2 separate regions of the Mus musculus genome follow, and region 1 is linked to region 2. The links are chromatin contacts, called in public Hi-C maps. All regions are on one chromosome and are shown on one strand. The core of a region is the stretch at or near the end of the contact, and the rest is flanking DNA. Distances in the headings are between cores, read along the strand shown. Region 1 overlaps Necab1 (N-terminal EF-hand calcium binding protein 1). Region 2 overlaps Necab1 (N-terminal EF-hand calcium binding protein 1).

Region 1 (5,847 bases), core at 2,424-4,923, 75 kb after region 2:
TTTGTATATGCTCAGCCTAAGGAGTGGCACTATTAGAGGGCATGGCCTTGTTGCAGTCGGTGTGGCCCTGTGGGTGTGGGGTTTGTCCTAGCTTCCTTAAGTACATTATCTAAAATAAAATAGTTTCTTATAGTTCTTGTTATTGACTGAGGGGGAGGCAGGAAGCAGAGGGTTGGAAAGACTGGGAATATTATCAAATAATATAATGTAATCACAAAATGTGATTTTTAATGGGATTCCCCTGCTTTGGGAGATATCAAACTGGCTTCTGTCACAGTTGTAGGACTTTGTTGGTGTTTTGCTTTGCTTTGTCTTTTACAGGCTGGGGATCAAATCTAGGGTATTTTGAGTGCTAGAAGAAGCTCTGATACTGAGCTATACTGTTAGAACTCTGTTGAGCTATTCTAAATCATGTCAACTCAAGATGTTTTCCAAGCTCACTCTGCCTGCCATGTATACTCATTGAGGAAACAGTAAATAGTATGAAACTTTGTAAATTTGCACATTGCTGCTCTGACTTCACCCATTCTAAATGACAACTTTTCTGTGCATGAGAGAGTGCTTCTAGCAGAGCCAGCCTTGAAAAGTGTCTCTTTAAAAGGTCAAAGAAATGTCATCACTCACTGACTCTCCTATCTATTCTTCATTAAAATTCTGTACATTCTTTGGTGCTTGTGTAAGACTTTCACATTTGTGGCCACTCAGGTGACACTGGTCTCTCTTCATTTAACATCAAGTATATATTTATTGTTCGCATTAACAATTAATTTAATGCATATTTTTGTTTTGTACATTTTTGACATTTTTTGTCTTCTGAATTAAAATACATTTTAAAAATCCACTGAAGTTTTAGCATGTTTTTATATGTAATATTTAGTAGCTTAACCTTTTAAAAACTATATCTTGCACAATGTTCTTAAGGAGAGACAATTTATTGTTGCCTTATATATTAACAATGCACGTAAACTTTCTTAGTTACAGTTTTACTGTTGTGCACAGACACCATGACCAAAGCAAGTATTATAAAGGACAACATTTAATTGGGGCTGGTTTGCAGGCTCAGAGATTCAGTCCATTATCATCAAGATAGAAGCATGGCAGCATGCAGGCATACATGGTGGAGGAGGAGCTGAGAGTTCTACATCTTCATCTGAAGGCTGCTAATGGAAGACTGACTTCCAGACAGTTAGAAGGAGTATCTTAAAGCCCACACCCACAGTGAAACACCCACTCCAACAGGGCCACACCTCCTAATAGTGCCACTCCCTGGGCTGAGCATATCCAAACCATCACATACATTTTCAAGTTTCTGATTAGCAAAGTGGAGGAAGATGTGAGAAGTGAAAGGCTATGGAGACTTGTTGGTTTTCCTGGAAGACACACAGGCCTATGGTGGCAACAGATCTCAGGGCTCAAGACTAGAACACAACAAAGGAAGCCAACCCCACTTTACTGATGGAGCATCTACTCAAGAGAGTAGCCAGTGGAGTTGCCAAGGGCACTTGAGATAGTCATTCGCTAAAACACTGCTCATGAGAGACCAAATATAAACTCTATGGATTGACCTAAGGAATCATTTGAATCTGTATTAAATACTGTAAAAAAATTAGTAAGAGAGAAAAGTCAGGTTGAATAAACAGAAATGCACTGTGACAGTTTATATTCTCGGCCCAGGGAGTAGCACTATTAGAAGGTGTGGTCTTGTTGGAGTAGGTGGTCACTGTGGGTGTGGGCTTTAAGACCCTCATCCTAGCTGCCTGGAAGCCAGTATTCTGCTAGCAGCCTTTATATGAAGATGTAGAACTCTCAGCATCTCCTGTACCATGCTTTTCTGGATGTTGCCAGGTTCCTGCCTTGATGATAGTAAACTGAATCTCTGAACCTATAAGCCAGTCCTAATTAAATGTTGTCTTAATTAAAAGACAACTTGGTCATGGTGTCTTTTCACAGCAGTAAAACCCCAACTAAGACATGCATGTACCTTAAAAAAGAACACAGATGAATCTACATAGTTCTCTCAAAATTACAAAGTTTGAGATTTGTACAAGTCTCAACAACTCCAGTGAAAGGCACTTGTAAAGAGTAAAGACCAGTGACAAAATTTATATAAAAATGACAAAACAGAGGGGAAAACTTTAGGAATAGAAAAGCAAAGGAGAATTGGGATTTTCACATTTTCAAGTGTGTTAAGTATCTAAAAGTTAACTGCTGTTCAGCTATGTTAGCAGACACAGTTTTGCCAGTGGAATAAGATAGTCAACTCTCACACAGTTAGTGTGTGAAAATATTTACAGATGTTACCATGGTGTTTAATGTGAAAAGATGAAAAAATGAATTAGTCAAGAAATAGAGCTAGCTATCTGGAAAATATGTCAACTGGAGGCCACTAGTGTTTGTTGTTCTTGACAGCACTATATTTGGATGGGGATATATTTCAGCTTCTTGTAAGCTGAAAGGTCAGTACATCTTTAACTTTGTAGCCCAGGCTTGCCTTGAGCTCATGCTCTCCTTGCCTCAGCCCCTTACTTCTGTAATCATAGGCATGTGCACTACACCAGGGTTAAATATTACCTCTCTGACAGGAAATGCAACTTACACCATTCAATCTTCTCTGATGATATCCAACTATAGAAATCTACAAATTCTTTTGCTTAGAACTTTGCTTATGTGTCTTTTTCTTTTGATTTCAGTAATTATTATTTAAGCATTGAAGTATCATTGCTTCTGTCCATAATTTCTTGCACCAAACTCCTTGTTCAATTGTGTAAAAACTGTGCATGAGAAGAATATAAGAAACAGGCTGGACATCTCCAGATCTTTCCACAGGTGAACACTCAAGAGGTCAATTATTTAAAAAATAAATCCAAAGTAGCTAACACTAGAAGGTTTTCATAGTGATTCATGTTATGATTTTACATTTGTAATGTTAAATATGAAGTTATAAAAACCTTAATTTATAAAGGGGGGCTGATTAGATGGCTCATGGAGGGAAGGCATGTGATGCCTTAGTTTCCTAAAAAAACAACTCCTCAAATTGTCCAGTGATCCAAACATGGGCATCACCACGTACATGTGCCCACACACCTACACACCTATATGCACGAACAACTAAACAGATGTTAAAAAGTATATAAAGAGAAAGTGAAGGTTTCTTGGTTTAAATCTATCTTTGTGGCCTCAGTAAGCCAATTAATAACTGAGAGATGCTTTTTCCTCACGTTGGAAGTGGAATATTGTCATCTGTGTAGCATGCCTTACTAGGATACTACCAAGAACAAATAAAACTTCTGAGTAAGGTGGTGGAATAGAAGTTGTCTCCATGTGATCCAGTTAAGAGTTAGCACAAGAGAAAGAGAGAGACTCACTTCCTGGAGAGCTCCCAGAACCCCACAAAGCAGTGATATAGCACTTCTGAGAAGCACTGAGAGGGGCTAGGCTAGGTGACCTGCAGAAAAAGACAACCAATACAAACAGGTCTAGATGGGTGGCTGCCCAGTGGATAATATTGAGTAGGAACTGCGTGCATAAGCTGCAGGTTTTACTAAGACATCGATTCCACTGGAGGGAGAACTCGACAGTGGGGAGGAATCACATTTTCTCTCTGCTTGACTGGAGGGCACTGGCAGGCTGCTATATTAAGATAAAATCTTTTTTTTTTTAAGTGCTTCTGAAGCTGAGGCTCTCACTAAAGCTGTATCCTGATTGTGGTATCTGTTTCCCAACAGGGATGTCTGGCCTCAGAGGCAGAGGATGAGCCTAATCTGGCCGAGACTTGATGCACCAGAGGGGGGGCATTTGGGGGTGAGAGGGCTCCACCTTCTCAGCAGAGAAGGAGAGGAAGAGAGGGGTTAGGCTCTATGAGGGGGTCACTGGGCAACAGCATTTGGGATGAAACAATAACACAAATATTGTGCACCCCCTCCAGGGGACCAAGTACGCAGAGGAACCTCATGTCAGGGAGTCTGAATTTTACCTGCTGCCATCCCAGGTCTCAGAGACAGCTGCCAAGTGCAGGAGGACTGGACACTGAGAAAAACATGTGGTGGGAAGCTCAGATGAGGACAGTGCTCAGGGAAAAGCCCAGATGAGACAAACCCTGGGTTTGATAGGCCTGAATTTGAGACCCATGGGATGATTGGCCCCTGGGCCACCTGTCACACATGGCTGTAGACTCAGAAAACTCCAGCGCTTGGCAGGAGTACTGGACACCTACAAATGCATCCCTCCAGTAGGAAGATCAACAGTACCTGCTCTGCCTGTATAGCTTATAGTGCTTTGTTTTTTTCTCCTACTTCCAATGCACTTAGAAGACTCTTTCCAGTTAGGATATCAGCCACTCCGTGGGGGTACAAACTGGATGGCAGGGATGTAGGAAAATCATCAGCCTAATGTGTCCAGCAGAGGCCCTTGGTATGTACAGAAGGCAGTTACTGATGTGAAGACAGCTCAGATAGACATTGGAGAGCTGTCCAATCCAGGCTCAGGATTAGCACAAACCACAGGAGAAACGAGAGACCACAAATTCAGCTAACCTGCCCCCATGCAGATCTCTAATTTTCATGAATGTTGTAAAATCATATCAATACTTCATTCTCTTTTCTCAAGCTCCACCCACCCTGCCACCCATGTTTCCACTCTTGTTCTTTTTTTTGCTGCATAAAAGTAGTACTGTTTACTTTATTGTGTTTTAACTACAGAAACCTTTGTTTTAAGACTACATGTTATATGAAAAGAGGAGGAGTGAGGACTTGTGGAACTTTTGGGGAGGACGGTGACCATCAAAAGCAGGACAGGAATGAGGGGGAAGACAGAGAGAAACGGATAAAAGATAGAGTGTGCTGTAATACATAATGAAAACCATTACTTTTTATGCTAATTTAAAATATTAATTTTAAAGAGAAAAAGAATAGTGCACATTAAAGAATACTGAAGACTCTAAATAACTATGTAAAAGCTGATTAGTCCGTTTTTCCTAAGCTCCATTGTGTTATAGCCTTTATTCTTCATCTTTGCTTCTAAGTGTATTTAAATGTATGCATGTATGTGTGCCCCCTGTGTAAAGATGCCCGTGGAGCTAGAAGTGGGTGCTGGGACTCCTGGAACACAGGCAGTTATGAGTTATGAGCTGTCAAGTTATGGGTGCTGGGAACTGAACTTAGGTCCTCTGCAAGCATAGCAAGTGCTCTTAGCCACAGAGCCATCTCTTCAGCACCCTCATCTCCATTTTCTTCATAGGTACTCAAGCATTGTGCTAGCAGCAAGGAAGAGTCAGAAGTGTTCATCTGGTAACTTGGCTATAGGGAGTCACATCAGCCACCAGAATAGGGTGTGGCTTCAGCAATGGCAAGAAAGTACCAGTGCCATAGTTATCAAAGGAGAGGCAATCCAAGTCCTGAGCCAGCCCAGCCTTGGCTATGAGCTCTGTTCTCTACCCACTCAGCCTTCGCCTTGCTGGTGATCTCTGCATGGATTAATTACCCACATCTCCTCACAAATGGTATCAGTAAGTTCAACACTTTTCCCACCTTCACATCACCTCAAAGGTCACACTCACTTGTTGCTCACCTCAGATCTGTCCCTCTTTGTCCAGTCAGAAGTAGTGGGGTCTTCTGCCTAGGATTTGCTTAGCTTCTGGGTCAGCAGTTATGCAGAAGCTTACAAGGGCCTCCAATGTGAGGACTATGCCATAGACAATCTACTTGAGTATCCTCTCTAGGAGCCTACTGTTACCTTTTGCTAAGTACAGAAGACTGTAGAGCTTAGACCTGGGTCAGAGCTTCTCTCCTTCAGGCTCCATGTGTGGCCTGGAGACCCTCTTGTTTCCCATGCCTGAGCTATCCATGGTTT
Region 2 (6,619 bases), core at 2,921-5,420:
GATTCAACAACACATAGAGAACATAACTGATTCACTTATACATCTGAAAAAACTGAATTAAATGGGCAATGTCTCTTCCACAGGTGTTCCACCCGTGTGGTCGTTTTCTGACACTCATTACATCTGTATACATCCTGACGACCCCTGCAAACGAAATTAGCTGCAGAATCTGCATGAAGTGCATGAAGTCCACTAAGAAACACAGCGGTGTTTGAAGGAAAAGGCAAGGCTGCACGTCTATCCTTCAGGAAATGGATTCTCTCCTCTCCTCGCCTCCATGCACAGCAGGGACAGTTCTTCCTGATTCCGCATGGTTTGCACCAAGCATCACAGATTTTCTAACTCTCTGACCCACCCACAGCAGGTTCCTTCTCTTCTGGGGCTATTTGCACCCAGGTTCCACAGCATTTGAAAATAGTGTTTCAGAATCTTGAAAACTTTTGTACCTTTTTAATGAATATAAAACATCTAACCAGCATGGGAATTTGGCATAGACTTTTCTTCTTTCTATCTTTGTCAGTTCAAAAAGCATTTACTGAGTTCAACCTTCTTCAATTGCATAGGTGCCTTTCTGTATTTTTGAAGCAGTTTTATTTTTAAATGAGTAGGCTTTGAAAAACTACATACACCCCTGCCTTGGCAAATCTCTAATTCTTCCAAGAGTAAAATGCTTTTATTTGTGCTTTTATGACCCTGACACAAAGTAGAATAGCAATCAAGGAAGTGCAGCCTTTCCTAGTGTCTGTTACAGAGGCCACACTGGGAAGTTGTGAGGAGTTAGTGATGCTCATACTGCAGAGATGGGAGAGCAGCCAGGAAGAAGGCATTGGTGACTGCAGCTCACATTTCATTCCTCAGTGGATGGAAGATACTGTTGGGTAGTTCACACATAAACGTTACATATAAACATTTCATGAGACGTGTGTGTGTGTGTGTGTGTGTGTGTGTGTGTGTGTGTGTACTAAGGATTGAATCCAAAGGCTAATACATGCTAGTCAAGTTCTACCTCTGTAGTACATTCATAATTCTTTCTGTGTTTGAGAGAAAGTCTCACTAAAATTGCCCAGGTTGGACTTGAACTCATTCTGTCACTTCGGCAATGCCTCATTGCGTTATCTTCCTGTCTCAAGGAGCTGGGACCACAGGCCGGTGTGAGCATGTCTGCCTTCATGAGGTTCTTGATGATGAAAGTTGAGGTTTGCAGTCAGTGAGATTGCCCAAGACACAAGGCTGTGTATCCCTGGCTTTAATTCCCGTTTCCTTCTAGCTTTTTTCCCAAGACCTGATAAGTAGGTTTCACCATAAATAAAAAATTAATTAACCACCAGGAAGAAGAGCAGAACACAGACATAATACATGTGTTTCTATGAAGACAGTTGTACATCACACAAACACACATCTGCTAATGTTTAAAGACCATTAGGGAATGCAGTTGAAATAATTTCACAGGAAGGGGTATATGTTGTGGAAGTTTTCTGAAAACAGGTGAGTTTGGGCCTGTGCTGTGGATGTCTGACAGCATGAGAGAGCAGCTGAGTGGATATTTAAGGAGCAGCCTGGCCAGGTCTGAGGCATGTTAAGAAGCAACACATACTGCTGGATTATGGACAGATGACCGTGTATATGGGATTCCGTGTCTAGACAAAGAGCTAGCATTCGACAGGATATGCCTTGGAGGGGCACTGTAGAGTTCCCATGGCAGGAATTCTACCATTGTTTGTGGAAAATGATGCACATACTGATTTACGGGACCAGTCATATCAAGAAACTACAGATGCAGTTTAGCATGTTCTATTACTCTTTACATAACAGCTGAGAGGAAGCTATGAAGTGAAGAGAGAAAATAAATGCTGCCGCTGCTTCTGTGAAATAATCATGGTCTGAGAGCATAATTTTGGAGAGCCCTTCTATTTCCACAATGGCAGAAATGATCATTAGTCCACAGGGCAATCAAAGCCAGACCCCCATGAGTGAAAGCCTTCTCTACAAAGATGATTTTCAACGAGTGCTGGTTGCTGTGTGCAGAAGGGGGAAATTTCGATCTATTTGAAACCTTCCTCATTCACAGTTTATTTCCATTTTATTTCCCTCGGTGTGCCAAATGATTAAATCAACGCTGGTTCAAGGATCAAACAAAATATCCTGCTAAACTCTGCAAATGTCATAACCTAGATGGCTGGATGGCTCCGCAGAATTTAACAGGAGGATTTGAAAATGCCTATATAAAGGAAGGCTACTGGTTTTTCTGAGTTAATTTTGTGTCCGGCCACTTTACAGAAGGTGTTTATCAGCTTGATAATTTTTCTCTGGTGGAAGTTTTGGGGTCACTTGTGTATACGCTATCATATTATCTGCAACTAGTGATACTTTTGAGTTCTTCTTCTCCAATTTGTATCCCCTTGATCTCCTTTAATTGTCTTATTGCTCTAGCTAAAACCTCATACTGAAGAATGCTCTGGAACCTCCCCCCACCCCCATCAAACCTCCCACTTTTGCCAAGGGTGAAAGGCTGGCAGTGGGGGAGGGGCTGGCTTGCATATGAGCACTCACCGCAGGCATCCACTTTGAGCTGAAGCACTCTCCACATAGTGCTTCAGAGCAAGCTGGAATTCTTCCAGATCCTCTTCTGTCACAGACATCTGGCGCTGCACAAGCATGATGTGCTGAGGAGGAAAGGGAGGTTATTGTCTCACAGGCACCCACAGGACTGCCAGCCAGAAACTTAACCGGGAAAGATGCAACTATTCCCTACCCGAAGTGATACAGAAGCCTGAAACTATGTAGCAACGGAAGCTAAACAAAGTGCCCTTTGCGAGAGACAGATCCTCTTTCAAAGCAAGACAGCCAATTAGAATCACCCAGGAGATTTCAGCATCACCTCTCTGTGGGGCAGAGGTAGCAGAACATAGGCACCAGCATCTTAAAACTTCCCGAAGTGCATTTGATGGGGCAGTCGTTGCCACTGCCCCAAAGCTGCTAAGTTTTAAAGAGAACTTCTATGGGTCTCTGCATAGCTCAGTTTCTTGGATATTTTGTGACACCAGATAATGGGCGGTTACTACAAATTTGCTTTTTAAGAATGTGAGCTTACTGATGCATTTCTAATGCTTCACCAGTGATTTAAAAGGTATTGTGGCAAATATTAATATTAATTGGGGGGTTTCTAATCTGCCTTAGATAATTCAGTTCCCACATAAAAGACACAAAACTCATATTTACAATAAGCTTTAACGGCACTAGTGCTGGGCAGCTTTTAACCCTCCATGGCTATTTTGTCTACTTCCCTGTAAATAAACCCAAGATATGACTTGCCATGTTCGGCTTGGGCTACTTATTCCAACTGGCCAGCCCTCATGGACAGTTCTTAGGATCCCTTACCACATGGCATCTTCTTCTCTTTCCACCTTCTCTTCCTCAGTCAGAGTGGTCCTGCCTCAGACTCCAGGCCTGGGAACTGAAGTCCTACCTACTTCTCTTCTGTCCAGTTATGGGCTGTAGGCATCTTTATTGACCAATCAGGGATAACTTGGGGAGCAAGGTTATGTTATGCCCTGAGTCCATGGGAAACCCAGACTGAGCCCAAGAATTGTGAATTCAACTGCAACTTGCAAAAGTCTTTTTAGTGTTTCAAGTCTTGACTTAGATCACATGCCCCACACTCACAGGGTAAATGCAGGCATGCGATGCTGAGTCTGTAAAACATTGGGTTTATATACAGTATAGTTAGGAATCCCCTGAATTCTCTGGGAAAAGGGGAGTGGAGGGCTGTAATCATTTGGTGGGACAGAACTGAAGCTGGGAGGGGGATAAATCGGTGTCTGTTGTGGGGTTATCAGGGACTAATTTTATGGCTGGGCATTAACTATCTGTGACCTCTGATTACCTTTTCTCCATGATTTAAACGTGGGGCCTTAATCTTCTTTGAATTTATTTCTCTAAAGGTCTCAAAGACAAGCACCTGGAGAGCTCTCAGAGGGAGGGCTAGATTCACAGAGGCAGGGAGGCCAGCTCAAGCTAGCATCTGGCTCCGCTGGGTGTTTTATTAAGGGGGGTTTATGGGCAGTGTCATCCTAGCCTGGGCTGGGTTTCCTCAGAGTGGCTAGAGACAGGGAGGGAGCCCTGGGTTTGCTGCAGGGGGACACAGTGCAGAAACCAGCTGCCTGCATACTGTGCTTGCCACAGAAGGGGCAGGGCTTCTGTGGGAAAATATGCAGAGGCAAACTGTCTACAACATTGGAGTCTCTTTGGTGAGGCTTCCAAGAAGCAGGGCAATTAACCACAGAGAGATAGCATCAGTAATTCAGGGGCTACAACAGTTACACAGCATCACTTGGTTTATGTGAGGATCTCCTTGTTCCTGAGAGCCACCAGACCTTGAGGGCCAGTATTTAACATTATAGTATACAGCAAGAGACCAAACCTCAATAGGCTATCATATTTTGCCCATTTACAACATGTGCTATTCAGAATGCCGTAACCCTTTGTGATGTTTGATACCAATAACTTGACCAGATCTAGAATCACCTAAGAGACAAACGGTCAGTGAAGGAGTTTCTGTATTGGGTTAACTTAGCTGGAATGACTTAGCTTAACTGTAGTGGGCATCATTCTCTGAGCTGTGGTCCTGTTCTGAATAAGGTGAAAGCAAGCTGAGCACCAACATTTAGTCTCTGCTTCCTGATGTGGACACAATATAACCAGCCACCTCCACGTCCTGCTGCTTACTTCTCTGCTATGGTGCAGTATACCTTCAAAGGCCAACTAAACAGTAAGGTCTTTCTTACTATTCCTTAAGTTGCTTTTGTCAAATATTTTGCCACAGCAACAAAAAATTTTGCTAAATACACCCATTTAATAGTTCACAATGGGTTGGGTACTAACTGCTTTCCCCAACAAATCTCATTACCATTATAACAATTTCAGTTTAAAGACTTCCCTAGAGCTCTGCCTGTGTGCCTTTCATGGAAGTATAGGTCTCAGGATTGAGAGAAAAATTCAGAAAGTATGAACATAGCCTCACAAAAATGCAAGATCAAATTTAAAAGACAACTCACCAGAATTATATGGAATACAAGCAAAACTTGTCCAATACTGATAATCATGTAGCATAGAGACTACAGTTCAACCCCTGATCTTCTGTTCCCTATTCCATTCAATTTCTCAGTGCTTGTTAAATAGCTATTATTTGTCAAACACTGATTGCATTGTAGAAACTATACTTGTGGTGGTTTGAATAAGAATTGCCCCTAGGCTCATACAACGTCACCAAGGGAAGTGGTCCTCTTTGACAGAATTAGGGTTAGAAAATGTGTCTTTACTGAAATAGTGTGTGACATTGTTGGAGGAAGTATGTCACTGGGGAAGAGCTTTGACCAATCAGCCTCGCCCCTCCCTGCCTCTCTCCTTCTCCCCCCACCCTCTTGACTGACATGCAGATCAGGACATAGTTCTCAGCTACTGCTTCAGCACCACGTATGCTGCGATGCATGCAGCCAGTCTCCCCGCCATGATGATAATGGAATAAGACTCTGAAACTGTAAGCAAGCCCCCAATTAAATGCTTTCTTTTATAAAAGTTGACTAGGTCATAGTGTGTCTTCCCAGCAGTAACTAGCATACCAACATATGCTTTTTAATTTTATGTTAGTAAATACTACATGCTGAGTTCTGAGTTGCAGTGATGGATAAAGACTGACTTCTAGGGCTATGTTTCATAGTAGAGCACTGGCCTAGCATGCACAAATCCTAGCTCAATCCCCAGTGCCACATGCACACACACACACACACACACACACACACACACACACACACCACTTCTTGTCTTTAAATGACTTAGCAAAATAATAAGACTAATGATACTAGTGCACACATGAAGTTAACTATATATAAGTTGTTAAGAAGTCTAACAGATTCTTGAGAAACAGCATTGCATTGACAATGACTTATTAAACTCTTCAGCTGTTTTGCTGTTAGAACTACATTTGACAATACATTGTGGACAAGAATATAGGAACACTCAACAGGCTATGAATAGTATATTCCAGCCCAGTTCCCCAGGAAGGGGATGCTCTTCAGTTGGCTTTTACAGATGATCACAGAGGTTAATGATCCAGGAAAACATTTTTCACAGAAACAATTGGGCTGCAAGGCTATTCCAGGAACTGAGACTCAGTGTCTAATCATAGAATTTCCTAGTTGAAAGGTGTCTCTCAGCTTGAATTCATTGTTGCAATCAAGCAGTGAAGGACGCGTGCTTCTCATCCACCCACCCCATTTATGCCTTTATGGCCCAGTTTGATCTCTGCCTTTCTGTCTTTGTCTTTCTGTCTCTCTATTTCCTTTTAGTTCACTTTATCTACAGCTCATGTTTGTCAGACCTCCATAGAACAATTCCTAACAAAGAGGACTTAATAATATGCATAGATCTCAGATTGTGAGCTAAGGCATTGTCATAATTAGAGTTTTATTGCTGTGAAGAGACACTATGACCAAGGCAACTCTTTTAAAGGCAAATATTTAATTTGGGCTAGCTTAGAGTTTCAGAGGTTCAGTCCACTATCATCATAGCAAGAAGCATGGCAACCTGCAGGCAGACATGATGCTGGAGAAGGAGCTGAGAG

What was found. A called contact is a pair of places that touch in the nucleus more often than the background predicts.
Region 1: a contact with region 2 is called in a Hi-C map of the N1E-115 cell line, with 2.5 times the contacts expected there. The contact joins two enhancer-like sites. A contact is called at or near these places in 4 of 484 Hi-C or Micro-C datasets (the N1E-115 cell line, Sertoli cells, cortical neurons and 1 more) and 2 of 115 datasets of contacts at active chromatin or transcription factors (DN3 thymocytes and the SCID.adh cell line).

The regions. Positions count from the first base shown.
Region 1 is chr4:15,038,683-15,044,529 of GRCm38.p6, forward strand. The region is part of intron 5 of Necab1 (N-terminal EF-hand calcium binding protein 1); the gene reads right to left. Among named protein-coding and RNA genes, the nearest start is that of Gm11844, 19 kb to the left of the region's middle. Within about 2 kb of position 3,674, at least 3 of the 459 cell types and tissues checked have an H3K27ac peak or open chromatin away from gene starts, as enhancers often do. A contact at or near this core is called in the N1E-115 cell line and the SCID.adh cell line, where this site is marked.
Region 2 is chr4:14,963,356-14,969,974 of GRCm38.p6, forward strand. It overlaps Necab1 (N-terminal EF-hand calcium binding protein 1), which reads right to left. Exons shown (of 13, transcript NM_178617.4): 10 at 2,551-2,663. Among named protein-coding and RNA genes, the nearest start is that of Gm11837, 36 kb to the left of the region's middle. Within about 2 kb of position 4,171, at least 25 of the 459 cell types and tissues checked have an H3K27ac peak or open chromatin away from gene starts, as enhancers often do. A contact at or near this core is called in the N1E-115 cell line and the SCID.adh cell line, where this site is marked.